Linked DNA regions of Rattus norvegicus: region 1 is linked to region 2. A link is a contact called in public Hi-C data. All regions are on one chromosome and are shown on one strand. The core of a region is the stretch at or near the end of the contact, and the rest is flanking DNA. Distances in the headings are between cores, read along the strand shown. Region 1 overlaps Abcc5 (ATP binding cassette subfamily C member 5). Region 2 holds the start of Abcc5 (ATP binding cassette subfamily C member 5).

Region 1 (5,160 bases), core at 829-3,328, 65 kb after region 2:
AGGATGGCATTGCCTGGCATCAATAAGAAGAGAAGCCTTTGGTCCTGTGAAGACTTCTTTCCCCATTGTAGGGGAATGCCAGGGTTTTGAGGTTGGAGTGGGTAGGTGGGAGTGGGAGCATCTTCATAGAAGTAGAGGGAGGGGAGATGGGGGATGAAAGAGAGGGGAAAAGGGATAACATTCGAAATGTAAATACATAAAATATCCAATAAAAAATGCAAAAAATACTAATAGCTTTAAAAAGAGAAAGGTGTGTGGGCATGGTGTCTGGCTTGTGATCCCACCACTCAAGAGGCTGAGCGAGATCAGGGGCAATGTCAGCCTGACCCAGACACTTGGTATCAAGAATAAATAAGAACTCATATGTGTTTTATTTAAGTTATTACTCAGTGAACGCTTCTCTAGTATGGGTCCTGTAGACATTCATCTGATTGAACATCTCACGACTGGAATTTTTCTCTTATGTTATTAGATTAATTCAAAAAAGGAAGCTAGTGGTTCACAAAAATCACAAGACAAGGGCCCTAAGCCAGGGTCAGTGAAGAAGGAGAAGGCAGTGAAGTCGGAGGAAGGTAAGGACATTTTTGAGAGGGTTGTTATTTCAGGAATAATGTGAGAGAATGCTTCCCACCACTGCGTCTACATTTCTAGAATAGCAAAGTTCTGAGATAGTTTAGGTGAGGGACCTTGGGTGTGCTCAAACAAGGGAAGTCAGATGATTGGTCCTTTGCCTTTTCTTCAAGCAAGGGGTGGAGTCAGTTGTGGGTATGTACAGCTGAATCGTCCTGGGTGAGCCTGCTGACCTGTCCTCCCTCCCTCTCTCCCTCCCTCCCTCCCTCCCTCCCTCCCTCCCTCCCTCCCTCCCTCTCTCCCTCCCTTCTTCCCTCCTTTCCTCCCTCCCCTCTTCCTTCCTTCTGTTCCCCTCTGTACTTGCATTGGTGTCCTGAGCAAGAAATGCAGGTCTTAGCTAAGGACAGGTCCAGTCTGTGGCAGACGTCTCTGAACTGAGGATCAGGATCCGAGGGGAGACTCCTCATCTGCAGGGCCGACCACGGTTCTTCAGATGTGCAGAACATCGTTCTTGGCTTCTGTTTATATGCTGTGCATTGTGCATGGGGTTCTGGCACTGTATCTGGTTATCTTGAGCAAGTAATGTCACCAAATTCTGGTTATCAAATGCAGCCGTTGGTGTCCTGGGGAAGTTTTCCATGTCCAAAAGGCATTTTTTACTCCGTTTATTACAGTTAGAATCGCAGTTAAAGCTGGAGTCCAAGTCCAGCACTTTGTTTTCAGTGTCTGTGCCAGACCGGTGGGCTCAGTGCCTGGCCTAGCACTGTCTGTAGAGAAGTCTGCAGAAGTTAGAGGCGGCCGTTTGCCTGCTCGGACCTCTTACCATATCCGGATGGTCTGAGAGCGGTTTGCAGTGACGTGGGCATTTTCATCACTGTGACTATGAAGCACACATCGCCCTCGAAATCAGAAGAAAATGCAGTTTGTTTAATGATCTCTTTGCTGAGTCACCTCCTTACCTTGTAATGGGAATTTTTAGGATAAAAGCTGGGTTCTGGTAGCACCGATAATGGTTCAGCTACCAGTCCTGAGTTTACCAAGTAATGACGAGAACCAAGAGAGGACATTTATTTATTCAATGTGGCTGCCTTGGGGAGGGGCACAGATAACGGGGTCCAGTGACACCACGGTCACCCGTGTGGCCCTGACATGAGCTTTAGGATTAAATGGAGGAAGACCTGGGCACATGATGTACACGATGAGGCGATTCTAGTCAGAGTGCCTCTTGCTGGTCCTGGGCCTCGCTCTGAGGGGAGCTGCCTGGTTTTTACAAGATGATCACTTGTGTTCGGGGCACAGCCCTGCTTCTGTGGATAATTACTCTCCTGGGTGGGAACGGCCGGCCTTGTGGGTCTGGGGTCTGACCAAGAGCAACTTTAACAAAGAGGCTCTTCCTGAGATCCTAGCCTGCCCGGGCTTCAGCATCCGGCACTTGGATTCCCAGGGTGCAGCATCAAGTCACAGGCAATCAGGGTTAAAGGTTACATTCCTTCTGTGTGTGTCATACATCCTGCAAGTGAAAGGCTGCATTCTGTCTAAGTATAACCACACATTGTTGCAGGAGCCGAGGTTAACAGTATGCATAAACAACACTTTCGATAAAAAGATAAGGATGGCCATTAACATTCCAGCCAACCTTTGGCCCAGGGAGGCTTTTAAGTTAGAGATGAATGATAAAGAAAAAAAGATAAAAAGGCTAGGAAAGGACTGGACTGCTCCTGGGTATGCTGCAGGAACAAGATTGTTGTAGGTAAAAAGGAGCATAGCCAGAGGCAGCACAGCTAGGAGAGTCCACAGTGGTCATGACCCTGAACCAAGTGGGGAGGGAGGGGGGAGAGGGGAACCTGGAGCAGCCAGGAGGTCAAAGACACAAAAGGGGTGGGTAACCAAAATGCCTGGGTTGATAAGGCCTCTGTGGGAAGGGCAGCCTAGCTCCTGGCTCGAGAGAGGGAATGCCATGCAGGCCCTGTAACAGGTAGGGACTGAGGGTCTGCTTTGATCTGTTAAATAGGCATCTCGGCTACTTGTGCTGGGTCTGAAAACTCAGCAAGAGGTAATTCTGCTTTACACACTTAAGCACAGTGAGTGAAAGGTAAAACATCATGTTAGCTGTCACATGCAGGTTTAGGAACGTGGCCTACTCTTCATCCTCAGACTAAAGGCGAATGAAATAGACTCTGCTATTGCACTTGGTACGTGTTCCGAGTCTCGCTGGCCTGGCCTTCAGACTGTGACGCGTCCTCAGTGAGGGCCCCGTGAGGCCTCATCTTGTACATGGTGCTGAGATGTTCAGTGAACAAGTGTTTTGATGCAGAGTAGATGGTTCTAATCCAGCGTCCTCTGAGGCTAAAGGTTCTGTTATTCTGCTGCCGTATATGTGCCTTAGTGAGAGGGGAACAGCCTCGTAAAGGGGCATTCCCTACACAGGTGAAAGCAACAGAGTTCATTTGGGGAAAACGATCCACCCGTTGGACGGTCCCAGACCCAGGAACAAGGTGCAGAAGTTCAGAGTGGAGAACAGTGTAACAGGCTGTAACTTAGCCAGTTCCTCACAGTTTGGCTGTAGCCTAGCCAGTTAGCTTATGTCCATCCTCCTGCCGCCCCAAAGCTGGTTTCTATGACAACCCAGTGATAAATGGGTCTTGGGCAGAGCGTGGCGCTTCAGTCACATCCACAGCTTCCACCAAACTTTCTTGAGCACCATTCCCTTCTAAGGTCATGTATCTTTTCCTCTTTCCCAGGGCAGCTCGTGCAGGTGGAGGAGAAAGGGCAGGGCTCCGTGCCTTGGTCAGTTTACTGGGTCTACATCCAGGCTGCAGGGGGTCCCTTGGCTTTCCTGGTCATCATGGTCCTCTTCATGCTCAATGTGGGCAGCACTGCCTTCAGCACCTGGTGGCTAAGCTACTGGATCAAGCAAGGAAGCGGGGTGAGATACTCATCGCCGAGACTTACGTGTCTGATAATGCGGCCCTGCCTCCCTTAGTCCCTGACCGTTCTTAGGGAAACTCCTGTAGTTTTCACTGACAAGAAGCCTGGGAGACATCACGGGATACCCCAGTAACGTTCATCACTTTGTTCTGTGTATCAGTTAAAAGATGCTTTAAGGAGACAAAGCGGTGGACAGAGATGTGTAATACAGTCTCACAGAAAAAAACGTCCCCGGCTAACGCAGGGGCTATGGAGCTAGTCAGTAAGTGGGGCAGTTTCCAACTCTTTGTGTTCACCCACTAGAACAAGCAGTGTGTAGCAAGACTGTGTTACATATGCCATGGCCAGGCCCTAGGTCATTCTCTGTGGCTCTCTCCTGGAACTGAAAGTGACCTAGCTGCCTCAGGAATCTTACTCCATGGTTCCTCACCTCCAAACAGAACAGCACGGTGTTTGAAGGGAACAGAAGCTCTGTGAGTGACAGCATGAGGGACAACCCCTTCCTGCAGTACTATGCCAGCATCTACGCTCTCTCCATGGCAGTCATGCTGATCCTGAAGGCCATCCGAGGAGTTGTCTTTGTCAAGGTATCACAATGGGCGGGGCTTCGGTGCACCCCTCCCCAGGGCACGTGGGATCTTGGTGTGCCATGTGCCCTCGTAAGCGCGTACGTCCGTGCAGTAGGGTGGACCCTGATAGGCACCCATGACTTCTGACCACTTGTGCTCCCCCAGCGTTGAGAATGGACGTCCTGCACAGTGGTCACCTACAGGGATGGGAAGTGAGCCTTCCTTGAGTTCCTGGGTCTCTGGGCCTGACCATTCTGTCTCTGTTCCCCAGGGTACACTGAGAGCCTCCTCCCGGCTCCATGATGAGCTCTTCCGGAGGATCCTGAGAAGCCCCATGAAGTTTTTTGATACTACCCCAACAGGAAGGATTCTCAACAGGTTTTCCAAAGACATGGATGAAGGTATCTCTCTCTGGTCCTTTCTTACACTCTGGAGTCCAACCATTGCTCACTGCCTCTGGTGCCAAGCCCCCAACCCCCCTATCCCCCCACTTCCTCCAGTGTAGAGAGAATATGCAGCTCGGTCTCTCCTAAAGCTGAGAGTCTGGCATTTGTATCAGTGTTGTGGATATATTTAATCTCACTCACCCTGCCTTTGATCAGTTCCCAGATAAAAGGCACAACTTTACTATTACTTAAGCTTTTATCGGCACTAAAGCTGGGCAGACATCTACTCTCTATGCTGTTAGAATCCCTCCTATTGATAACCCTAAGTTAGTCCTTACTATGTCCCATCTGGGCTGCTCTGACCTCTAACAGGCCACTCTCATGGCCATGATTTTAAGATTCCTAGCTCATGGTGTCTTCTCTCTCCACCTTCTCCTCTCTCCTCGCAGTCTCATCTGACCCCAAGTCCAGGAACCCCAAACCTGGCTTATGTTTCTTCTGTTCAGCTATTGGCCATCAGCATCTTTATTTAACCAATAGTTTTAAGTCAAGGAGCAAGGTCACATTGTATGTGTGATTCTCTCATTCCTGGGAGCAGCCAGGCCTTGGGGGTCAGTACTTATCATTACAATATATATCAAAACACATCAGCAGTATTTTGTCTGAGTTCTCCTTCTGCCTATCTAACTTGAACACAAGGGCAGAGA
Region 2 (5,253 bases), core at 2,719-5,218:
ACCCACCCACAAAAGTTTCAATCCAGAATTTACATTATCTATAAGAAAAACAGGGATTAGGGATGGAGAAGAGACTGAGGGAACAGCCGACCAATAACCAGCCCAACTTGAGACTCATCCCACGGACAAGCACCAATCCCTGACCTTATTAATGATATTCTGTTATCTTGCAGACAGCAGCATGGCTGTCCTATGAGAGACTCCACCCAGCAGCCGACTCAGGCAGATACAGACACCCACAACCAAACAGTGAATGGGGCTTGGGGATGCTTATGGAAAAACAGGAGGAAGGATTGCAGCCTGGATTGGAACTCCACAGGAAGACCATCAGAATCAATTAACCTGGACCCTTGGGGCTCTCAGAGACTGAACCACAACCCAAAGAACACATAACAGCTGGACCTACGCCTACCGCCACACATATGCAGTAGATGTGCAGCTTGGTCTTCACGTGGGTCCTGAATAACTGGAGTGGGGGCTGTCCTAAAAGCTGTTGCCTATATATGGAATATGTTCTTCTAACTGGGCTGCCTTGTCTGGCCTCAGTGGGAGAAAATGCACCCAGCCTAGCAGAGACTTGATGTGCTAGAGTTGGGGGAAACCCTAGAGGGCCCCCACTTACTCAGGGGAGGAGTGTTGGGGGAAGGGTTGTGGGAGGTGGGTGACTGGGAGGAAAGCAGTGCTGGGGATGAAAACAAATGAACAAAAACAAACAAACAAACAAACAAACAAACAAACAAACAATCTATCACTGAATGTAACTTAGGTACCAGAGCGCTTGCACATCATGCTCGGCTCAGTCCCCAGCACTGTGTATCACTTGTAATTCCAGCACTAGGGAAATAGAGACAGGAGGACCAGAGCTGCGGGTTTCCTTTGCCTAAATAGCAAGCTCGGCTTCTGAGATCCCAGAGATTCTGCCTCAACTAAGCAAAGAAAAATCAGTTATAGTTTGTGGCTTATCTTTTCAGTTAAAGACATCTTGCCTGTGTTAAAGCCTGTGTAACTGTCTAACCGTTTTAGGTTGCTAATGTTGCTACACGGAAACCTTCTCATGCCTGAGTTGACTGCATATTCTGTGCTTTGAAGCTCCTGGGAGCCAATCACAATAAAGGTCAGTTAGAACTGCTTTTACAGCAGCGAGCCACAGTGATCCTGGACCTGAGCCAATGGCCCGGCAGCACTTCCTGCACCTGTGTATGAGCTTTTACGTTTTTTGTTTTTTTTTTTTTTTTTTTTTTTTTGCTTTTGTAAGCTTCTCCTGGGATGGACCCCAACATAAGAGAGACGCCTGCGCCAATATAAGAAGTTATTTGAAGTAAGACTTCCGTTTCGAGTAGGGATTGAATAGTTTTAAGTTCCTAAGAACTCCCTGGGAGTTGACGTTCTACATGGCAGAAAGAGATATATGTACATGTGTAACCGATATCCTGGTTGGTGAGTTCAGACATGGGTATTAGGCGATGTGAGTTGTTCCACCAGAGATGAATACCCCAGCCAATGGGAACAGGAAAAGTGTACAACAGAGAGAGACATGTTCCTAAGGAGATCCCCTATCCCTAAATCCTGATTGGTGGAACAATTTGGCACACATGTTTGTGGATTTCAGACTTAAAAGCTCTGTAGCGCTCAAGGTTGCAGTCACCTTCTGAGTCTGGTCTTTGGCCCTGATCAATCAGTACTGGGGCAAATGCTCAATAAATTATCCTTGTCTGACTGAGGTCAGTGTTTGTGTAGTTTGTCTGCCGATTCCTGGACCCCAAATGTATTTTTTTTTATTATTTTATTAGCTTTTTGTTATTGTGACAAATACCCAAGAAAACATCAACTTAAAGGAGAAAATACTTATTTTGGCTCAGATTCTCATCCATGGTGTACTGGTTTTGTTACTATGGGCTTGGCACAAGGCTGAACATCATGGCAGGGAGCCTATAAAACAGAAAGGGGCCGGGGCTGGGGATTTAGCTCAGTGGTAGAGTGCTTACCTAGGAAGTGCAAGGCCCTGGGTTCGGTCCCCAGCTCCGAAAAAAAAGAACCAAAAAAAAAAAAAAAAAAAAAAAAACCAGAAAGGGGCCAGGGATAACATACATCACTCAAAGGTATACTTCTAGTCACCTACTTCCTTTAACAAGACTCCAAGTCCTAACATTTCACTAGCTTCCAATAGTGACAGGGAACCATGCATCAATCAATATTAAACCACTCATTGAGTCAAGAGTCTTCATGATCCAACATCCCGAAAGGTGAGCTCTGAACACTGCTCACTTCCTGAGCCTTCTGGGGATACTTAGTGTCCACACACAACGCCCATCACTATCTTTTGTCAACCTTAAGAGGTTCTCCCCTATTCTCAGATTCATAAGGGTATTTCACGTTTTCTCCAAAAGTTTTCAACTTCACAGTTTGCTTCACATTTAGATGTTTGATCTGCCTGGGACCTGGTATTGAGCAAAGCGTTTCCTTTTATATGGATAACCAATTGTCCTAGTATTTTCTACTTGCTTCGTTTCCTTGCTGACTTGTACAATTCTGTTACACATGAAATTTACAGTTATGCAGAAGTCTGTTTCCTAGAGACCTCCCTCCCCTTTCCAGTGTCTAACCATGTAACTCTGACTACCCTGAAACTCACACAGACCCATTTGCCCCTCTGCCTTCCCAGTGCCACCGTTAAAGGTATGTTCTACAATGCTCCATCTCGCCTTTTACTTTCTATGTGGCCCCGGCTGGCTCAAATTCACAATTCACCTGCCTTTACCTCCTAAGTGCCGGGTTGATGGAAGTACGATACTCTACCATGCTTTTCCTACACTATAATTTTACTTGTGCGTGTATGTGTATATGTATGTGTGTTGTGTATATGTGCAAGTGTGAGTGCCCATTCTCACCTAGAAGTCATAAGACAGCTTCGGGCATCCTGTTTTACTCGGGTCTTATTGTCTTAAATTAAGGTCTCTCCTTGCCTGTGCAGCTTGCCTGGTTGCCCCCAGGTTCAAGAGATTCTTCCGTTTCTGTTCCACACAGCCCTAGCCTCGCAGTGAAAGCGCAGCCACACCTGGGTTTTTCCATGGTGTGGAGGATTCGAACTCAAATCCTCATGTTTGATCTGCATGCGCTCTTAACCACTGAACCATCTTCCCAGCGCCTAGGCTATTAATTCTACAGAACCGGTCTATTACTCCTTCTGTGTGTCAAGTAACGCCCTGTCAATAAGTCCAGCCTTACGGCAGTGTTGACAGTAGCTAACTAGGTAGTTGCATGGTGGGCAATCTATTTTGCCTTCTGTTTAAGTCTCTTAATGAGTAACCATAAACAAACCCTGGGGGACTCTAAAGGTGGGGAGGCACTCAACAGAGTAGTCCTTATATTACGATACTAAAATAGATAAAATAGAAAAATAAAACGACTAATGCCCCCGGAGCTTCACTTTTATTTATAAAAACTGATTAACATATCATTTTGACATCCCTTGGCACTTTGGAAATTCCTTAGAAGCCATGCAGCTGTGATAGAGAAGACAGCCAAAGGTATCGTTCATTCAGAACGTGGAGGACTCATGCACCAGCTAAGTGACACCACAGCTTAGAATTGGGGTTGAACAGAAGCAGGCTACGATGACCTTCACGATGTTTTCTGGCACGTGGAACCGCCGCATAGATTTGGAAGTTCTTGACTTTGAACCTCTGGTTGCCAGAGAATACAGCGCGACCAGCCACCCCGACCCAGCTGCCCAGCCCTGGTGACTCAGGACGGCAGAGAAGATTCCAGACCCGGTATCAGAAGCCGGGAAAGGATGGGGCAGCACGGGATGCGTGCGGGCACGGTGAGCAGCCTGCACCCCCGGGCATCAGCGGTGCTTCTGGGAAACGTAGTCTTTTGCGGTGTGCGGCGCCGGGGGCTGCCGGATGAGGGACTACGATTCCCTTCGGTCTTGCGCAAGCTTTGTGCATCGCGCTTGCGCATTGTGGGGGATTATGCCGCTATAAAGGCTTGTTTTGCTCCGGGTCCGATGTTCGCGAGCGTGCCCGGGCTGTTTGCTTTCGTGTGGGGAGGCTGGGATGCAGGTAGGTAGCGGTTCTTGCCTTTTCCATGCAGTGTCGGATGCTGTCACAGGCTCACTCCTTTGGGCTCTCCGAGGCGTGGTGGGAGATGGGAAACCTTGGACCGGAGAAACGGGGCCTGTCTCGCCCTGATCTGCGCCGTTCCGGGCTTGTTGGCGAACTCGCGGGCTGTGCCCGGGGTCTAGGTGTTAGAAAGCCGGAGGGGAGGTTTAATGGGTGGTCGCGGCAGGCTCCACTCTCGGCGCGGCCACCAGGGGGAGCTGCGTTCGCTCTGGGTGGGTCGTGGAGCCTGTGCTCGCCAGGCCGGGGCTGGCGTGGGAACGCCCTAGGGCCGGGTGGCGGAGCTGTCCAGAGAGAAGCCCCAACCTCCCTCTGGTACTGGAGGCTGACTGTCAGCCACCCACTACGTAAGTAATTTTCTACGATTTTTTGTTTGTTTGTTTGTTTTTGTTTTGCGACGTATGTGGAGGTACGTGGCATCAGCACGCACAGCGAAGCTGAGGCAGAGCCAGGATGGGAGCCCAGATCTCCTGTCACCGGTGTCCTTTTCAGTGCTGACACGCAGAGCAGCTAGTGGCTTTGTGTTTATAACACCTGGATCTGGTGTTTTCATACAGATGTGGAAGTTCGATACAGACGGGCATAGGAATGACCTGGGAAGTTTGAGTTCCGAAGGGAGAAATGGATAGGTTTTACTGGGGTCTCTGGAGTAAGTGACAGATGAGGGAGTTTGGAGGGAAAGGTGGGTCCTGGGGGCGTGGTAATTGGACAACCTTCAGCTTCCTTGCTTCTGTAGCTGCAGGACATGAAGAAGCTTCCTGAGGCGCCTAAAACCTCTGAGAGATGTTGTGATAACATAACTTGGAAACAGCAGTTTGGCTAGTTACAGTTCTCCAGTCCTACGCAGTGCCCCTCCCCCTGCAGAATCGTCGCGTCCACCCCTTTATCACTGCAAAGGGAATTTTTAAGCAAAACCAGGCGGCCCCCAACCCCATCAGTTTTGGGTTGGGGTATTAATGCGAGAGCCCTCACTTCGTTTATTCTCCTTTCTCCCTTTACAGCTCTGGCTTAGATGCAAACATGGGGATTTCCTAGTCCTGATACATGAGCCCTTAGCTTTGGATCTGGCAGGGCTGGGGACTACATGGTTTATCCTTGAGCCTAAATTAGCTTTAGTTTTTAAACAAAGAGT

The links. Hi-C and Micro-C count contacts between places; a contact is called where the count stands out from the background.
Region 1: a Hi-C map of kidney shows a contact between it and region 2, with 1.6 times the contacts expected there. The contact joins the enhancer-like site here to the promoter of Abcc5 in region 2. A contact is called at or near these places in 2 of 12 Hi-C or Micro-C datasets (hepatocytes and kidney).

The regions. Positions count from the first base shown.
Region 1 is chr11:94,041,268-94,046,427 of GRCr8, forward strand. It overlaps Abcc5 (ATP binding cassette subfamily C member 5), which reads left to right. Exons shown (of 30, transcript NM_053924.1): 17 at 473-572; 18 at 3,312-3,496; 19 at 3,939-4,085; 20 at 4,339-4,468. Among named protein-coding and RNA genes, the nearest start is that of Cyp2ab1, 42 kb to the right of the region's middle. Within about 2 kb of position 2,079, at least 38 of the 93 cell types and tissues checked have an H3K27ac peak or open chromatin away from gene starts, as enhancers often do. A contact at or near this core is called in kidney, where this site is marked.
Region 2 is chr11:93,974,317-93,979,569 of GRCr8, forward strand. Abcc5 (ATP binding cassette subfamily C member 5) reads left to right here and starts at 3,969. Exons shown (of 30, transcript NM_053924.1): 1 at 3,969-4,064.